4 separate regions of the Mus musculus genome follow, and all the other regions are linked to region 1. The links are chromatin contacts, called in public Hi-C, HiChIP or PLAC-seq and Micro-C maps. All regions are on one chromosome and are shown on one strand. Each heading gives the region's core, a stretch centred on a gene start, on an enhancer-like site or on the middle of the called end of the contact. The rest is flanking DNA. Distances are from core to core; before and after follow the strand shown.

What was found. Hi-C and Micro-C count contacts between places; a contact is called where the count stands out from the background. HiChIP or PLAC-seq counts read pairs in DNA pulled down with a chosen protein or histone mark.
Region 2: a contact with region 1 is called in a Micro-C map of the G1E-ER4 cell line. The contact joins the enhancer-like site here to the promoter of B330016D10Rik in region 1. A contact is called at or near these places in 7 of 39 promoter capture datasets (the C10 cell line, the HPC-7 cell line, cranial neural crest and 4 more), 3 of 484 Hi-C or Micro-C datasets (the G1E-ER4 cell line and natural killer cells) and 3 of 115 datasets of contacts at active chromatin or transcription factors (embryonic stem cells, memory CD8 T cells and microglia).
Region 3: an HNF4G HiChIP or PLAC-seq map of pancreatic cancer cells shows a contact between it and region 1. The contact joins the promoter of Cplane2 here to the promoter of B330016D10Rik in region 1. A contact is called at or near these places in 2 of 484 Hi-C or Micro-C datasets (CD4 T cells and memory CD8 T cells) and 5 of 115 datasets of contacts at active chromatin or transcription factors (bone marrow-derived macrophages, cardiomyocytes, extraembryonic endoderm stem cells and 2 more).
Region 4: a Hi-C map of natural killer cells shows a contact between it and region 1, with 4 times the contacts expected there. The contact joins the promoter of Efhd2 here to the promoter of B330016D10Rik in region 1. A contact is called at or near these places in 1 of 484 Hi-C or Micro-C datasets (natural killer cells) and 4 of 115 datasets of contacts at active chromatin or transcription factors (embryonic stem cells, memory CD8 T cells and pancreatic cancer cells).

The regions. Positions count from the first base shown.
Region 1 is chr4:141,544,361-141,548,493 of GRCm38.p6, reverse strand. B330016D10Rik (RIKEN cDNA B330016D10 gene) reads right to left here and starts at 2,332. Exons shown (of 1, transcript NR_030695.1): 1 at 181-2,332.
Region 2 is chr4:141,159,688-141,163,820 of GRCm38.p6, reverse strand. All of the region lies in intron 1 of Fbxo42 (F-box protein 42), which reads right to left. Among named protein-coding and RNA genes, the nearest start is that of Fbxo42, 14 kb to the right of the region's middle. Within about 2 kb of position 2,065, at least 33 of the 459 cell types and tissues checked have an H3K27ac peak or open chromatin away from gene starts, as enhancers often do. A contact at or near this core is called in the G1E-ER4 cell line, erythroid cells and memory CD8 T cells, where this site is marked.
Region 3 is chr4:141,212,176-141,216,308 of GRCm38.p6, reverse strand. It overlaps Cplane2 (ciliogenesis and planar polarity effector 2), which reads right to left and starts at 2,353. Exons shown (of 6, transcript NM_001081174.2): 1 at 2,246-2,353; 2 at 1,837-1,986. The coding sequence starts at 1,948.
Region 4 is chr4:141,872,460-141,876,592 of GRCm38.p6, reverse strand. Efhd2 (EF hand domain containing 2) reads left to right here and starts at 1,673. Exons shown (of 4, transcript NM_025994.3): 1 at 1,673-2,033. The coding sequence starts at 1,726.

The DNA of each region.
Region 1 (4,133 bases), core at 1,083-3,582:
TTAGTGTTTCTAATGTTCCAAAGCACACACAATTTCACCACATGCAAAAAAGGAAATAAAAATCCAAAGGCATGAGCTAAAGGACAGCATTTCTGCTCAGAAGTACTGTCTTAAAAACTGGGGTATGGCAGATGTGGAGATGGCTCCGTGGTTAGGACTCTTTCTATCCTTGCTCAAGACCGCGGTTCCAAACTGCCTATAACTCCAGCTCCACAAGACCCACACCCTTTCTGACCCGAAAGGACATATACACATAAATTTAAAAACCCACAGAACAAAAACAACAAAACATTGGGCACAATAAAAAACAGAGACCGGAGGATCTTTAGTTCAAATTTATCCTCAACTACAAAGCTGAGTTCAAGACCCGCTTGAGCTTCTTGAGTCTTTCTCAAAAACAGTGAAAAATTCTAAAGGAAATAGAATTTAAAATTCAATCAGACTCTCCTTGTCTGTGCAATGAAGTGCTGGGAAATCATTCTCGGAGTGTCAATACACCATATATGCCATATTATTCTAACGTCCCAGGATAAGATTTCACTGATGTCCTGGGGCTGCGACATAGAGAAACCCTGTCTCGAAAACCAACTAACCAAATAATGATTTGAATTGTTTTACTTGGTTACAAGACAAGAAAACATGGTGAACACAACATATTTTAAGTAATCACTACTAAAGGTTTCAGACTATTTATGTAATCTTAAAGACACAGTATACAGTTTTATAACTACCAAGCCCACCTATTCATGAAATTTGAAATCGAAACGCTTCTGCTAAATTTCTCTCATCTGGCAGTCATCAAAATCCCGATTGGTTCCTTCAACATGTTTTGACCTTTTCAGTCTGTCATCATAAGCTTTACCCCACTATTACAGAAAACATAAGCAGTCGCCATAATTACACATAGTGAGAAGACAAAAAAAGAGGTTTACTGTAGCCAAGACACAAATAGATGAGTCAGGACGGGCTGGTTCCTTTATGATACCAGGCTTTTGTGAAGAAAAACCACGTCAACCATTAGGGGGAAGAAAACTGCACAAAAGCTGGAAGTCAAATTTAGCAGCGTTTTTCAAGTTTTCTGGGTTTGCGAAATAGTGCCAGAATTTTCAGCATTACACACAACTAAGATTCGCATTTTTAAATATTCCTCAAGAAGACATTTGCTTTTTCGGAAAGTGAAAGGGCGATGGATGTCAGGCACGTATTTTATTATTTATTTTTAATAAACTCATAGCTTTTTGAAAATAAGTGGAAGTTAAATCGACAGAAGAAAGCCATCACAGCATATTTATTGTTCAGGCTTCTGGGTCAGGGAGAATGGGCCCTGAAAGCCTTGTGCTCCGAGGGCCAGCCAATGGAAGCCGAGCTCTCAGCGCTCCTCCACCTCGTGGGCTGCACGAGCCCCGCCTCCTGGTGCTAGGTTCCGCGGAGTTTCGGCACCTTTGTTGCTTTCGGGACCGAACTTGACTTTGTTTGCAGAGGTGGAGGATGCCGAGCCCGGTTCGCCCGTAAGCCGCTTCCCACGGCGGCGATTTAAGTTTCCCCACGCAGGATGTCATCCCTCGCACGGGGGGACACACCCCGCTTCCGATGGGCTCCCGGATCCCGCACGCCCTGGGGCTGCCTCTCCCGGTTCACACGCTGCTGCTGCTGCGGCGCCGGCGGCGGCTGCAGAGCCCGAGGGGCCTCGCGACCCCCAGGCGGAGAACAAAGGGGGCCGGGGCCGCGCCCGCCGCCGGCCACGCCCATCGCGAGCCGCGGGGCCGCGCCCCGAGCCCCTCCCCCGCCCCCGGGCCGCGCAAAATGGCGGCCGCGCTACAAAATGGCAGCCGGGCGGGCCGTGGCGTGGGGACGCTGTCCCCGCGCGCGGCCGGGGTTCCTTCCCACGCTGTCCATGAGCTCGCGCGCGTGTGCGCGTCACATCCCCGTGAACCCCGGGGGCCCCCCGAGTGTAGACGGGCAGGTCAGAGCGCACACGGGAGCGGAGCTAAGGAGGACGGGGTTCGGGGACCCCTGACCTAGCGCCTCCCTGCCACTCCCAAGCCCCGGCGGCTGCGCCTCCATCTTTTCAATGTCCCCGCCATTCCGCGTCTCCCAGTCCGCTCCCTTGTCCCCACGCTTCCTCCTTGGATGGGAGTGTGTCGTCGGTCGTGGGCTCGGCTAAGGCCGTGTACTTTTTGTTGGGACTTTTCGCTGTCTTCTCTCAGAAAATGGCTCGCTTTCCATTCATCCCCTCAGGTTCCCTTTGTAGCCCTCTTTCCAGAAACTTCTCAGGGTAGCTCGGCCAGCAGCGGCGGCGAGCTCCGCGGCCTTCTCCACCCTTCACTGTCATCCCACCCCGCGCATGCGCCTGGCGGCGGCGGGCCGCGGCCCAGGCGCGCGCCCGGGAGACTGTGAGAGTGGCGCGGGCGCGCGCGGGTCCGCGGGGGCGGTGCTCTCTCACAATGGAAAGGTTGCCTCCCCCTCCAACGTTTCCCTCCGCGGCGAGCGCAAGCGCACTCGGGCGACCTCGCGTTCCTTGGAGGGGCTGGGAGGAGGGAGAGAAATGGGTGGCCTTGCCGCGCGCGTGCGCAGTTCGGCGCCGTGCATTTTTTTTTTTTTCCGCGTTGCCTGTGTGATGAGAAGTGGATCTGAGGACCTTCTTGTCCTGTCCTCCTTTCTCAACCCCCCCTCCCCCCCCCCCCAGTCTCGAAAACGGGTCCCTCCGGCTTGGAGGCAGGCCGGACAAAGCCGAGGCAGTGGGGTCGTCTTGCCCACCCTCTCCCGATCCACGTTTGAGAGTTTCCCGATGGACCTGGAGACCCTGCAGGCCCCGGGTGTTGGGCTGCCGCATTGTTCTCGCCTGGAAAGCGGAGGCGAAGGTGCCCTTGCTGGCGGGCCGCGTGTGCAGACGGAGCTCGCCGGGCCGCTCGGGTTCCCTTCGCCGTGGGCTTGCGCCGCGGTGACCACAGTGACCGCGATCGCACTTCCCAAGAAGTGTAGTGGAAAGGACTGTCAGGGCTGTGGGTTCCTGGGGGTGGGGGGCGGGGAAACTAAGAAACCCAAAACCCCACTTGTCATGGAGCCCACCTATGTGAACCCAGAGTTTGAAGGGCAGCCAGAGAAATTGCCTCTCGGGTTATTAGTGTGGGGCGGAGTGTGAGCCAGGAGTCTCCGTGAAGAAAGCACGCTGGTTGTGACAGCCCCACGTCGGGGAGACCCCAGGCTGCCCTTGGCCCTGCTGCTCCCCGGCGTGGGGTGGCGTGGGGGTGGCGGAGCGGCCTGCAGGTGTGTGAGCGCCCTTGACCTCTGTGAGGTCACCCGCCCGGGCTCTGGGCGGAGCCGGATCCGCCTTCCCGGTGGGAACCATGAGCTGGTGACCGGTTCCTCCCGGAACCATTAGTGTGGAAAGCCAGGCTAGAGGTAGAATTCTAGCAAAGCTGTAATACACGGGTTGCAAATGAACACTGAGTCATACAGTCTGTAAATTTGGAGAATCCCTGCCGCACGTTTCTCTGAACAGAAATTATATTTAATAGGGTCTTTCAAATCATTTTTCCACCAGTAGGAAAATAAAGCAAATACTGAGTTGGTTTTTTTAAAGTGTCCTAAAACATTAAAAAAAATTTTGGGGGGATTACATTGTTGAATAACTAGGATTTTTAGAAATATCCTTTACCATTTTTGTTTTGTTTTGTTTTTTAAGTTAGCTGCTCACAATGTAGCTCTGGCTGGCTGAGCTAGGCTGGTCCCTCCTCCAGGTGTTGCAAGTACCAAACTGATCTTAAGGGGAAATGTCCTTTCAGTGCAAGGTTTTTAGGACGAAGAACAACAACAACAAAGAAAAGAAAGAAAGAAAAAGAAGGGCTCTGTGTTAAAATTCAGATGTGTAGAGGTGGGGAAAACACCAGATTTAGGGCGTTTTTTTTTTTATTTACCTTTCTGAGCATTGGTGTTTTGCCTGCATGTATGTTTTTGTGAGACGGACAGATGTTGAATTTAGAGACAGTTGTGAGCTGCCATGTGGGAGCTGGGATTTGAACCTGCATCTTCAGGAAGGGCAGTCGGTGCCCCTAACCACTGAGATTCATCGAGCCCCTATTTAGGGCGTTTTGTCAGTGAAATTGTAAGAGATAACTCTCACTGGATGGGTG
Region 2 (4,133 bases), core at 816-3,315, 380 kb after region 1:
CTCCCGAGGACATGGACACATTTTGATGCTCTCAAGTTTTGGAATTTTTTTGTTTGTTTGTTTGTTTTCATTTTGTTTTCTGCTGGCTTAAAGCATTTCCCACATAACCACATTAACTCCAGAAACGAGGTTTTCATGAGCTGTTTAGAAAGACAAGTTCTTATCCTCACCCGTGTCAGACCTCTTCATTCCCCAAAGTGATGGGTCTTTTGGGAAAATTCACAATTGGAAGTCAAATCAATAGAATCAGAATGTGAAGACAGGCTGTTTTGCTGGGCCTCTTTGCTTTCTATGGGGCATCCTGATGAGCACTAGGTCAGACACGTCCTCAGAGCATCTACATGCTGGCCTCACCTCATAGCAGCAACTGGATCAAAATACACTGGAACGTCACTGAGTGCTCGGCAGTCTGCTGGCCAAAACTAAAAGCTTTTATGTCTCTTTGAGTTCTGAAGGTTTTGGGTTTCTGTTTGTTTGTTTGTCTGTCTGTCTGTCTGTTTGTTTTTAAAGAGGGGAGCAGAAAGAGTGGGGTGTTTGCTTGTCTGTTTGAGAATGCCAAGGTTTTGTTTGCCAGGTCACTGGCTGGCTACACCAGCTGCATCACTGCGCTCCAGCTTCAGTGAGAGACTCTCAAAACCGCAGTTGAATGGAGGGTGAAATGGATTAGCGGACAGGAGACACTTGACCCCAAACCTGACCACCTCAGTCCAGTCCCCAGAACCCACATGGTAGCAGGAAAAAGCCAGTTCCCACAAGTTTCTCGCCTGTCTCCACACACGCACAAAGAGCAAACAGACAGAAACAACTGCAATTCAGTTGATTTACTTAAATAAAATGCTGGCGAAGGTTTAGAACAGAATCTAGCTAGCTTGCTCTTCAGAATTTCAAAAGATTTTCATCATAATCACACAGATGCTGGGGAAGCTCGCTCGGGAAGCTCCCACCTCAGGTGTCAGTGTGAGCTGAAGACAACCCAGCTCCTGAGAATACAAACACTGCTGGACAAGAGATCTATACCCAATCATAACAGATTGTGCTAAGCCTTAGGAATACACTGCTGCCATTGCCACTGCCGCCGCCGCCACCACCACCACCACCATCATCATCACCATCACCACCACCACCATCATCACCATCATCATCTTTGTACCAAGTCAAATGCAAAGTTACAGAAACCGGAAAATTTCTAGAAGAAATTATTTTACTCTATTTTATGCAGTCAACAAGTATCAATGTACTTGACCTAAAACACTGTGTTCAGGGCTAGTGAGATGGTAAAAGTGTTTGCCATACAAACCAGACTACTTGAGTTTCATCTCTGGGTGCCATAGTGGCAAAAGCCAACTCTCAAAAGCTGCCCTCTGACATCCACTGTGGTGGGCATATACTGAAAACACACACACAAATTAAATTGTTGCGATTATTAGAATACTATGTTTGGATCTCACAAAAGGTACAAAAAGAGAATGTTCCCACTAAGAGCTAATAACACAGCCAGTGATGGTGGCTCAGGCTTTTAATCTCAGCACTGAGGAGGCAGAGGCAGGCAGATCTCTGTGAGTTCGAGGCCAGCCTGGTCTACAGAGTGAGTTCCAGGACAGCCAGGGCTACACAGAGAAACCCTGTCTCAGAAAACAAACCAAAACCCAGGAACATATAAGGAAGCAACAGCACAGGCAGTGTGTGATAAACTATGTGTGACGTCAAGCTTGAGCAGCCCAGCTGGAGAGGAGGGCCCACCCACCCACCCTCCACCTAGGTAAGACGCTGGAGGGATGTGCTGGACCCCACTCTGCTGACCAGGTAGGATCTCAGAGCACCGAAAGGGAAGGTAGGGATGGCAGGGTTTTAAACTACTATTTTTTAAACTGGTAATCTGCCAGTTAGAAAACCTGCACTAGAGAAAAGGGTAAAATACACTTGGCACTCAAACAGATGTTTTGACCACATGCATGATATTAAAATATCTTATCTATAGTAACAGAAGCTCGTAATTGGGAGACTCCTCTCCTGGCAGTCAATGATTTAACCAAAAGAAAAAGGTCTATGTTTTGGCCTTAACACTACTGCTGTACAGTTATAATTAGCAAACGGGGTCCCTCTGATACAGACACCACCGGATGGTTCTGTAAAGCATCCCATATTCAATAACAGATGTCAGCAGGAGGATTGTTTTCAGTGGTTAACATGTCTGTTACCCAATGAGGATTTCCTTTAATAAAACAGGAAATAAAGTATGCCCGCATGTTACCCATCAGCATTCTCTTGTTTGTTTGGAGAGGCCTAGAACTCTCTATGCAGCTTAGACTATCCTCGAACTTGTGATCCTCTTGCCCCAGACTCCAACGTGCTACAGTGTCAAGCAGAGTGGCACAAGGGCAAATCATACTTTTAGAAACACATATGTGTTATATGAGTGGATATTTCCTCTACAAGGTATGTCTATGTACCTACCACCTGTGTGCCTGGTGTCCCTTGTGTGGGCCTGATGCCTCTGGAGGTCAGAAGAGAGAGTCAGATCCCTTGGAACTGGAGTTACAGGCTGCATGAGCTGCAGTGAGTGTTAAGAACAGAACCTCCGTCCTCTGGAAGAGCAGCCACTGCTCTCAACCACAGAGCTTTCTCTCTAGTCCCAAATCACACCATTCTTTACAATGGTCAATACTCAATACAAGTACCTTAGGACTTACAAGGGGCTGTAGAAACAGGCTAGCCTCAAGGCCACCCACTCTCCTTGTCTGTATGTAGCAGTCAAAGGATTTGCTACCACTAAGTATAGTTTGGTTAACAAAGGGCACTGGTTTCAACAGTGATGATACTCTACATTCCAAACCATGCATTCTAGACTCAACTTTCTGTGCTTTGTACAAAATCACAATTAAACTATAATGCTTACAGTTCTGGTTTTTTAGACCTATATTTGTCTCCCTTATGCAGTATAGGGGCTTAAACTGGGGACCTGGTACATGCTATGAAACCACCACTAAGTCACATCTTCAGCCAAAACTGGGGACACTGGTTCTCTCCACAAGGTCTCGTATAGCCAAAGCCAGTCTTGAACCCATGATCCTCTGGACTTAGCCTCCAGAGGGCTGTGATTACAGGCTTGTTCCCCCCACACCTGAGAGCCAAATTTGAATTTGGTTTTAGTTAAATCTACTATTGATGGTGGCAGTGCACACGGGAGGTCAGAGGACAGTACCCTTCCTCCTCCATGAAGGCTGAGCTCAGGCTGCCAAGCTCATGTAGCAGACACCATTACTCAAGTCGCCATCACAGGCCCTGAATTTCTGTATCTAAGAAAAAACCTGATATAACTGTAACTTTAAACATAAGGCTTTGGTTGTTTAAAAAAAAAAAAAAGAACAAATCAAAAGGGAAGTTAGAAACAGTGCCTTTTTTTCTTTTTCAGACTTGGTCTCTAACCACTCCAGGCTAGCCTTGAACTTGTAACCCCTGTGTTTCAGCTTCCTGATTGCCTGTGCGACTATGTCCAGCTCTCCACATTATTCAGGCCTAGATCGTTAACAAAATTTAACTAACACTGTATTTTACTTTTTGTTTGTTTGTTTTTGTTTTTGTTTTTGTTTTTTCGAGACAGGGTTTCTCTGTGTAGCCCTGGCTGTCCTGGAACTCACTCTGTAGAACAGGCTGGCCTCGAACTCAGAAATCCGCATACCTCTGCCTCCTGAGTGCTGGGATTAAAGGTGTGTGCCACCACGCCCGGCTGTATTTTACTTTTATCTAATAAATTCCAACTGATTATATCAATAAAACTTTCCTACAGTCAAATCACAGAGTTTCATAAATTAACTCCACAGAGCTTGGTATCAGATTCTCACATATTAGTTGAATGCCCCTGGAGAAGAGGAATGCACCCCACCCCCAGAGCGCCCACGCTGGTGCGTGCGTTTTGGTGCAATTAAGGGAAGCAGCTTCCTCTTCTGAGGCAGCCCTGTGTCCATCAAGGCCCAGCCTTACAAACTCTTAACTCACTGTGCTCTCTACAACAGTTCTGCAGTGAAACGCTCTCTCCTAACAGTTCCTAGAGCTGCATCTGTGAACCCTCATTCAAGTGGTTTCTGCTACTGCACAGGCAACAGGAGCACAAAGGACAGAAAAACATCAGAACT
Region 3 (4,133 bases), core at 1,104-3,603, 330 kb after region 1:
GTTGTAGAGTTGGCTTTCTCCCTTAGCATGGCTTCTAGGGACCCCAGGCTGCCAACCTTTTGCAGCAAGCACTTCACTGGCTGAGCCATTTCACTGTCCCCCAAACACAAAGCTTTTTGTTGTTGTTTTTGTTTTTGGAGACAGGGTTTCTCTGTATAGCCCTTGCTGTCCTGAAATTCACTTTGTAGACCAGGCTGGCCTTGAACTCAGAAATCTGCCTGTCTCTGCCTCCCAAGTGCTGGGATTAAAGGTGTGAGCCACCACCAGGCTTGTTGTTTTTGTTTAAAGACTTATGCATCTATTTTGATGAGTGCCTGCATTGGTGAATGCATAATGCATGCCTGGTGCCGGCAGAGGCTAGACAAAGGGGTTGATTCCCTGGGTCTGGAGAGACAGGCAGTTGTATCTGCCATGTGGATGCTCGGAATTCAACCTAGGCCTTCTGGAAAGGCAGCTAGTACTCTTAACTGCAGAGCTATCTCTCCAGCTCTTCCAGCTCCCAGCCCCCCTTTAAGTTTGATTTTTTTTTTTAAGACAGGGTTTCTTAGCTGTCTTGGAACTCACTCTGTAAAACAGGCTAGCCTCAAATTCAGAACTCATACATTCGCCTGCCTCTGCCTCCCAAGTGTTGGTATTAAAGACATGTGCCACCACTTTCTGGTGTGATTTTTTTAAAAGATTTATTTATTATATATACTGTGTTCTCCCTGCATGTATGCCTGCACACCAGAAGAGAGGACTAGATCCCATTACAGATGGTTGTGAGCCACCATGTGGATGGTGGGAATTGAACTCAGGACCTCTGGAAGAGCAGTCAGTGCTCTTAACCACTGAGCCATCTGTCCAACCCCAATACTGTTACTATTCAATCTGGCTTTCTTATACATAAAAATATATCTTAGGCCAGGCAGTGGTGGCGCACACCTTTAATCCCAGCACTTGGGAGGCAGAGGCAGGTGGATTTCTGAGTTCCAGGCCAGCCTGGTCTACTGAGTGAGTTCCAGGACAGCCAGGGCTATACAGAAAAACCCTGTTTCGGAAAAAAATTAAATTAATTAAAAAAATATATATATATATTACAATTTCTTCTTTAATAGGGAAATATAAGCAAAAATATTTACAGCTACTACAAATAAATCCCCAAACCAACTCATTGGGATCTTTATGAGTTCTTAAAACTGCACAGCAGGAGCTGGAGAGATGGCTCAGCACAGGCTGCTCTTCCAGAGTTCAATTCTCAGCACCTACATGGATGGTGTCTCACACTGTTTCCTCTTCTGGTCTGCAGACATTCATGCAGACAGAGCCCTCATATACATAAAATAAATAAATAGAAAGTTGAATAGGCAGGACATGGTGTGGTGATGCGTGACTTTGATCCCAGCACTTAGAAGATAGAGGCCAGGTGGATCTCTGTGAGTTTGAGGTCAGCCTGGTCTACATAACCAGTACTGGATACACAACAATGAATACTGGCAACATAGTGAAACGCTTTCTGAAACAAGGTTGCAAGGTTGCTGTGCAAAGTGCCCAGCAGAGGGCATGACCCCAAGTGAGGGCTCAGTCAACAGCATCTCTGGTGACAGTTGCTGTTGGCAGGCATGGGCTGTTTCCAGGTTCCTGGCTCTGTTGGTGGAATTAGCTTTAAGGAGATTTGGGGAAGGGGGCCTGAGACTAGAGGCTAGAGGCGGCACCCAGGAGACCTCGATGGTCAGAAGTGCTGTGGGGCAGGTTCCACAGATCTGTTCCTGCCGCCCCAGGGAGTGTCAAGAGTGTACTAGTGGCACGTGGTGAGGTCTGGGGGACGGGGGTGGGGTGAGGTGGGGTGCCGCTTACCAAACTCCCGCCGGCGATTCTTGCGCAGGATGCAGGCTAAGTACTCCTTACCCTCGACCGTCTCATGCCAGTCTGGGACAATCACCGAACCGTGCATGGGAGGTCTGGCCATGCTTGAGTACGCCAGTAAGGTAAGGATGTGTCCGAATACTGGGAGTAGAAGTGGAGAGAGGGCCAACCATTATCGCAAGGCGACTCCGAGGTCCTTAATCTCTCTCTGGCTTTCCTTTGGAACCTGGATCCCCATCCCGAAGGTGCATTTCTATAGCCCCATCCTTCTACATTGCTCTCTGGGGAACTAACCCATCCTTGTCCTGGGAAGGTATTTCCACAAGTCCCCTCTGCCTTATCTCCTTCCGAGCCCCACTTCGCCTCTACCCCCTCAATTCCGACTCCCGGGACCACCAACCTTCACAGTCCCCGCCAGCAGGGTGACGATTTAAAAGCCCGCCCTTCTTTTCTGTCCTGCCAGCAGAGCCTGCTTCCGTCAGGTCAAGACGCTGACCACGAAGCGCATGCGCAGAAATGTTGCCATGGCGACGCAGGCGGAGGCGGGGCTCCTGAATTCCGGCGGGTCTTTGTAGGTTTTGCAAGGTCTGCAGCTCCTTCCCTAAGCAGGATCTTTCTTATTCGACTTTACCAATGTGAGCTCATATTTTCCTATCAAACATGATCATCTCCCCCAGAAAGGAGGCTTCATCAGTTTTCTGAGCCTCTTAAGTTTCCTTTTCTACAAAATGGATATTATTTCCTTTCTTTTTTTTCTTTCCCTTTCTCCTCCTCTTCTTCTACCTCCTCCTCTTCCTCCTCCTCTTCCTGCTCCTCCTCCTCTCTTTTCTCATCCCTCTCCTCCTCCTCCTCCTCCTCCTCCTCCTTCTCCTCCTCTTCCTCCTCCTCGAGACAGGGTTTCTCTGTATAGTAGCCTTTACTGTCCTTAAACACTCTCTGTAGATCAGGCTATCCTTGAATTCACAGAAACTCCCCTGCCTCTTAGTGCTGGGATTAAAGGCATGTGCTACCATGTCTGGCCATTTATTTATTTACCTTCACAGGGTTCTTTACAACCATGCTGGGCAGCAAAGCTCAGCAGGTTTAGTTCTTACGCTCCTGTTATTAACATCACAGCTCCATCAACCCTGCCCAGCAGGTCCAGAGTCAAATACCTCTGGATTGAGGCTTCAAGGGGCTTTGTAAGAGGTCTGAATAAAGAGCCATTTGTCTACTAATTGATTTATTCATTCTTGTCATTCAACAATGACCAAGCCCCAACTGTGTGCCCAGCATCTGGTTGGTGCTGGGAAGCAAGGGTGAGCCAGAAGTCCTGCCCTCGGACTGGATGCTCCGGCCCGGACCTGTGAGCAACCCCAAAGATGGCAGCTCAGGAAATGCCTGTGAGCTGCACAAGATGAGCGGGTGTTTGAGACACTCTGAGTGACGTCTGTCATCTTCACCAGCATCTCGAGCAGCGTCTTCAAGGAGGGCCAGCCACTGCTTTGCAAGGAATGAGTTAAGTAGACTCCGTGAGGGCCGCTTGCCCTGGAGTCTGTGGACACTCATCTCTATATAAACAGCTTCATGTCTTTGCTACTCCAGATGAGGTAGCTGGAACACACCTCGTCAGTGGAAAAACAGACTCAGAAGCCTGGGTTACCTGACTCTAAAAACATGTTATCTATCCGGCCAGACTGGGTTCTGGGTTTTCAAGACTTCACCCTCGGCACCTAGGAGTGCTAGTGAAGTCAATAGCAGCAAGGAGGTCACAGACCCACGGAGGCAGACGGAGGTGGGCAAGGGAGGAGGGTGCAAGAGAGGGTGCTTCGGTCCCTGCCTTACGAGGCAGCAAGGCTGTGCAAGAGGAAACCATTTCTACTGGAGTCTGTGGCTGGACGGAACCCATTGCACATGCTCCTGAGATGAGGCCCTTTCTGTAGTGGCAGAGATCTGTCAATCACAGACCAGAAAGATTTAGATCTGAGTCGTCTTTGGGCTTCTAGACTTCATACCCAGCCTCGCCAAGGTCTGGTTTGAATCTTGGAAATCTCTAAATGAATCTGCACATTTAATGCTTGCACTGTAATGCTCTGATAGCACTGCATAGACTGGGGGCTCAAACAACGGACAAGTGTTTCCGTGGAGGCTGGAATAACCGACCTCACTGCCGGGTTGGTTTCTGCCACTGCCTTCTCCATGTGTAACAACAACATGGCCTCTTCTCTGCTCGGTCCTCTGCTGCTATTTCCTATTTTTGGAGACAAGCTCTCACTGTGTACTCTAGATTGGCCTGGGGAACTCCTGGT
Region 4 (4,133 bases), core at 424-2,923, 330 kb before region 1:
GCTTCTCTGGTCCCCTCTGTTTTCACAGTGTCACTTTTTAGCTTGTGCTTTCCAGGTCTTCTGTACCCTGCCTCTGGGAGTGGGCAGTATCTGGGTACCCAGCATTGCCCTGTTATCTTAGTGATGCATCTGTGTCGGAGACTCTTGACTCCAAAGAGCAAGGCTTCCCCCAGGTGCTTGTGAAAAGCAGCTTTTTGGATCCCAGTGACAAAGGACAGGTCTGTCAGTCTAGGTAGAGCCTGGAAATCAGCATTATGGCTAGTGACCTTGCAGTTGATGCCAGAACACCATAGCTTTGAAGGTTTAAGAGTTTGTTACCGCCGGACAGTGCACGCCTTTAATCCCAGCACTTGGGAGGCAGAAGCTGGCGGATTTCTTGAGTTCGAGGTCAGCCTGGTCTACAGAGTGAGTTCCAGGACAGCCAGGGCTACACAGAGAAACCCTGTCTCAAAAAACAAAACCCCCAAAAGAAAAACAAACAAACAAACAGAGTTTGTTATCTGTCTATCTATTATCTATCATCTATCAAGGAGGGAGTCTTACTATAGAGCCCTGGCTATCCTGGATGTAGACCAGGCTGACTGAACTCAGAGACTGGCCAGAGATTTACTTTAGTTTTAAGTCTGTGTGTGTGGGGGAGGGGTATATATGCTCATGAGTGCAGATGCATAAGCAGGCCAGAAGAGGGTCTAGGATCCCTGGTGCTGGAGTTACAGGCCTTTCGTGACTTGCCCCTCTCTACCCGGACCCTACACGGATGCTAGGATGTCAGTCCTCCACAAGAGCAATAACCACTCTTAATAACTGAGCCTTCTCTTCAGACCAGCTTTGCTGTTCTTGAAGTGACAGACTAGATGACAGAGACAAATTCTCTCTGAGCTCCTCCTTTCCAGCTCCCCCCATTCCTGACGCTTTGGGGAGGAGGTCACCCCTCTGGGATCCCCATCAAAGAGGCAACATGGAGATCTCTCTGAAATCCCTCTGAGGTGGAGAGTCCCAGGCATCCGCCGGATCAGGCAGCTATTGTGCTGAATCATCGTGTAACAGGACGACCCCCTTCCCCTTTCCCAGTTCTTTGGGGACCTTGAGAACTGGTAGGGTGCCATCTCCCTCATAGCAGCTACCCCACTTTTGAATGACGCCAGTCATGATAGCCCTGGAGACAGTCTCAACTGGGCTCCAGTGCTAGGGTCCACCTTCTTCAGATTCCTGCCACCTTATCAAGAACGCCCAGCGGTTCACTACCAGTGGTCTCCATGGCAACCGACAGGGTGTCAGAGACACAAACCCCTTTCAGAGAACGGGTTGAGAGCCGCGCCCCTCTCCAGTCCCTGAACACACAGCCACCTCCTGCGAGCGGACCCTCTTCCCTCCCGAAGGGTTGGGACACCCCCTTCCCAGGTTCCTTCCAGAGGGCTCCTGGGACTCAGCGTCACCCAGAGGTCATCAGAGAGAAGTTGATGGTTTTTCACTGTGGGGGAGGGAGGGGAACGATGATGAGGAGCTGGGGAGCGGAATGCACTTGACCCCCCTACCCCCCTCCGGGGATAGAGAAGGACCCGGCACGCGGCAAAGGCGGCGGGAGCCAGCCCGGGGGCGGGCGGTCCCCTAAGTCCCACCTTCAGGGCGGCGCCTGGCGGCGGGGAGTGTCAGGAAGAGGAAGAGCGCGGCCGGGAGCGCGGCGCAGAGCAGGGGCCCGGCCGAGGCAGCGCTGCGCGGGCCACCATGGCCACGGACGAGTTGGCCAGCAAGCTGAGCCGGAGGCTGCAGATGGAGGGCGAAGGCGGCGAGGCGACGGAGCAGCCGGGGCTCAACGGGGCGGCGGCGGCGGCGGCGGCCGAGGCTCCCGACGAGACTGCCCAGGCGTTGGGCAGCGCGGACGACGAGCTGAGCGCCAAGCTGCTGCGGCGCGCGGACCTCAACCAGGGCATCGGCGAGCCACAGTCGCCCAGCCGCCGCGTCTTCAACCCCTACACCGAGTTCAAGGAGTTCTCCAGGAAGCAGATCAAAGACATGGAGAAGATGTTCAAGCAGTAAGTGCCCCTGCACCCGGTTCCCCACCACCCTAGACCCGGCCTCGGGCCCTAACCTCCCGTATCCCCAATTAGATTCCCCCAGAACCCCGTCTCACCAGGGTGGGGAACTCTGCTGCTTTTCTAAAGAGCCACGAGGCTTCCAGACCCACCACCCCAGCACGCAAGTGGATCTGGGGAGCTCCCGTTCCTGACATGTGACCCCTCCTCCTGGTGATACTGCCCTCGGAATAGCCCACGCGGATTGGGGGCTCCCTGAGGTTCCTTCCAGATAATCGCAGGTCCCCAGCGAGTCACTACCACCACACAGGGTACCGACCTCCTTCCCACTGTTAATGTTACTGCACCCACCACCCTACACCCAAACATATCGAGAAAGGGAGAAAGGGCCGGTGGCTTCCCTTCCGCTCCGTCCTAACTACTGGACTCCCTACCCCCACCGCAATAAGGCAACCCTACTGCCTCTTAAGGGGACATTCCCCCCGGCACCCATGCCAGACTTGTGCCTTTTACTGGGTCCTTTAATTTCTTCTGCTTAGTTATGGACTCTCTCCTACTAGGTTGGGTCCACAACCCCCTCCCCCCAACACACACACACACACACACACACACACACACACACCCTCAGCTATACTATGTTTACTTACTGTGGGTGAAAACTCTTCAGGCCTTTCCATTCCCGCCCACCCTGTTGACCAGGTTCCATTTCCTTAACACTGTGCGGTCTTGCTAGGGAAGGGCTCCTCTGTCCCTGTCCCCCAGTCTACAAACATGTAACTCCCCTATCATCAGGACAGAGTCCCCTGGGACTTAGCCCCTCTTCATACACTGTGAGTCCACCTTCCTCCCCTCCCTCCCTTCTCCCCCATTACCCCGCCCCCCCACCTCGAACCCCTTCACTCCGTGGTTGTGCAGTGGTGACTCCCCTGCCCTTTATCAGAAGGCAGCCCTCTTCCCCAGTGACAGTTCCTCCCTTCCCAGACAATCCCTGGAGCCCATTCTCTCTCTATGTGCCCTGCCTAGGGTCTCCAACCCCTGCCTTCTACTTTCTATGATTCTAAGCTGTACCCTTACCAGATTAGGATGTCCCCAAGACCTGTGGGCTCAGCCATTCCACACCCCCACAAAATCCAGCAATATGGAGATGGGGGAAGAGTACCCATAGGGGTAGAGAAGATGCAAGTGCCCCTCCAAAGGACCGGCCTCCCGTCTTCCTAGTAAGCCACCTATGTTCCTGGAAAGGAAATGGTCCTCCAGGCACCAGGCTGGAGCGGATCCCAGAGGGGACCAAACCACAGAAGCTGAGCTTGGGGTGGGGTACGCAGGGAATCCCAAAGCAGAAGACAGCCAGCAGATTGAGAGCCCCAGCCACACCCCACGGACAGTGCCCAGACACCCATCAGGAAGCCCGGAAAGGGGGCGTTCCCTCCAACCAGGGTCCAGAGAGGATTTTCCCATGTCCCACTTCCTTCCACACCCACAGCCAGTCCTCATAGGGAAAGAGGACGTTAGGTCCCAGCTATGGGTGACTAGAAGCTTCCTGATGCCGCTATAATGCACCCCCCAAACTTCTACATGGAGGTTCCAGGGCAAGAGGATACCCTCTGACTTCAGTCTCCACTGACTGACCAGGCTAGAACGGCAGGAATCCACACTCCTTGCTTTTGAACCTTAGGGCAACGGTGACTTCCAGGTTGATCCACCCTGTGGATTCCAGAGAGTTACTTAGGTGTCATAGATCTCTGCAGAGATAGGGCTGGGGCCTCCCAACAGTCCCGTGACTCAGGACTTTACAGCTACCAAATGATAGGATCAGGATTCGAACTCGGACCGGTAGCTTCAAAAGCCATGGCCTTCCCTTCTGAACTGTCTCTCACAGATACCTGTGTCAGTGTCTCGAAACACATCCCAACACCTCTTTGTGTGTGTGTTCTGTGTGTGTGTATGTGAGACTGACCTCCCCCCTCCACCATCCACCACCAGCCCATTTTACATTTCCTCCTTCTCTTATCTTTCGGCAGTATTCTTATCCCCCATACCATGGCGCTGTTTTAGGGAACCCAGATACCCCCAAAGAGCAAGCTCGGGAGAGACCACTTT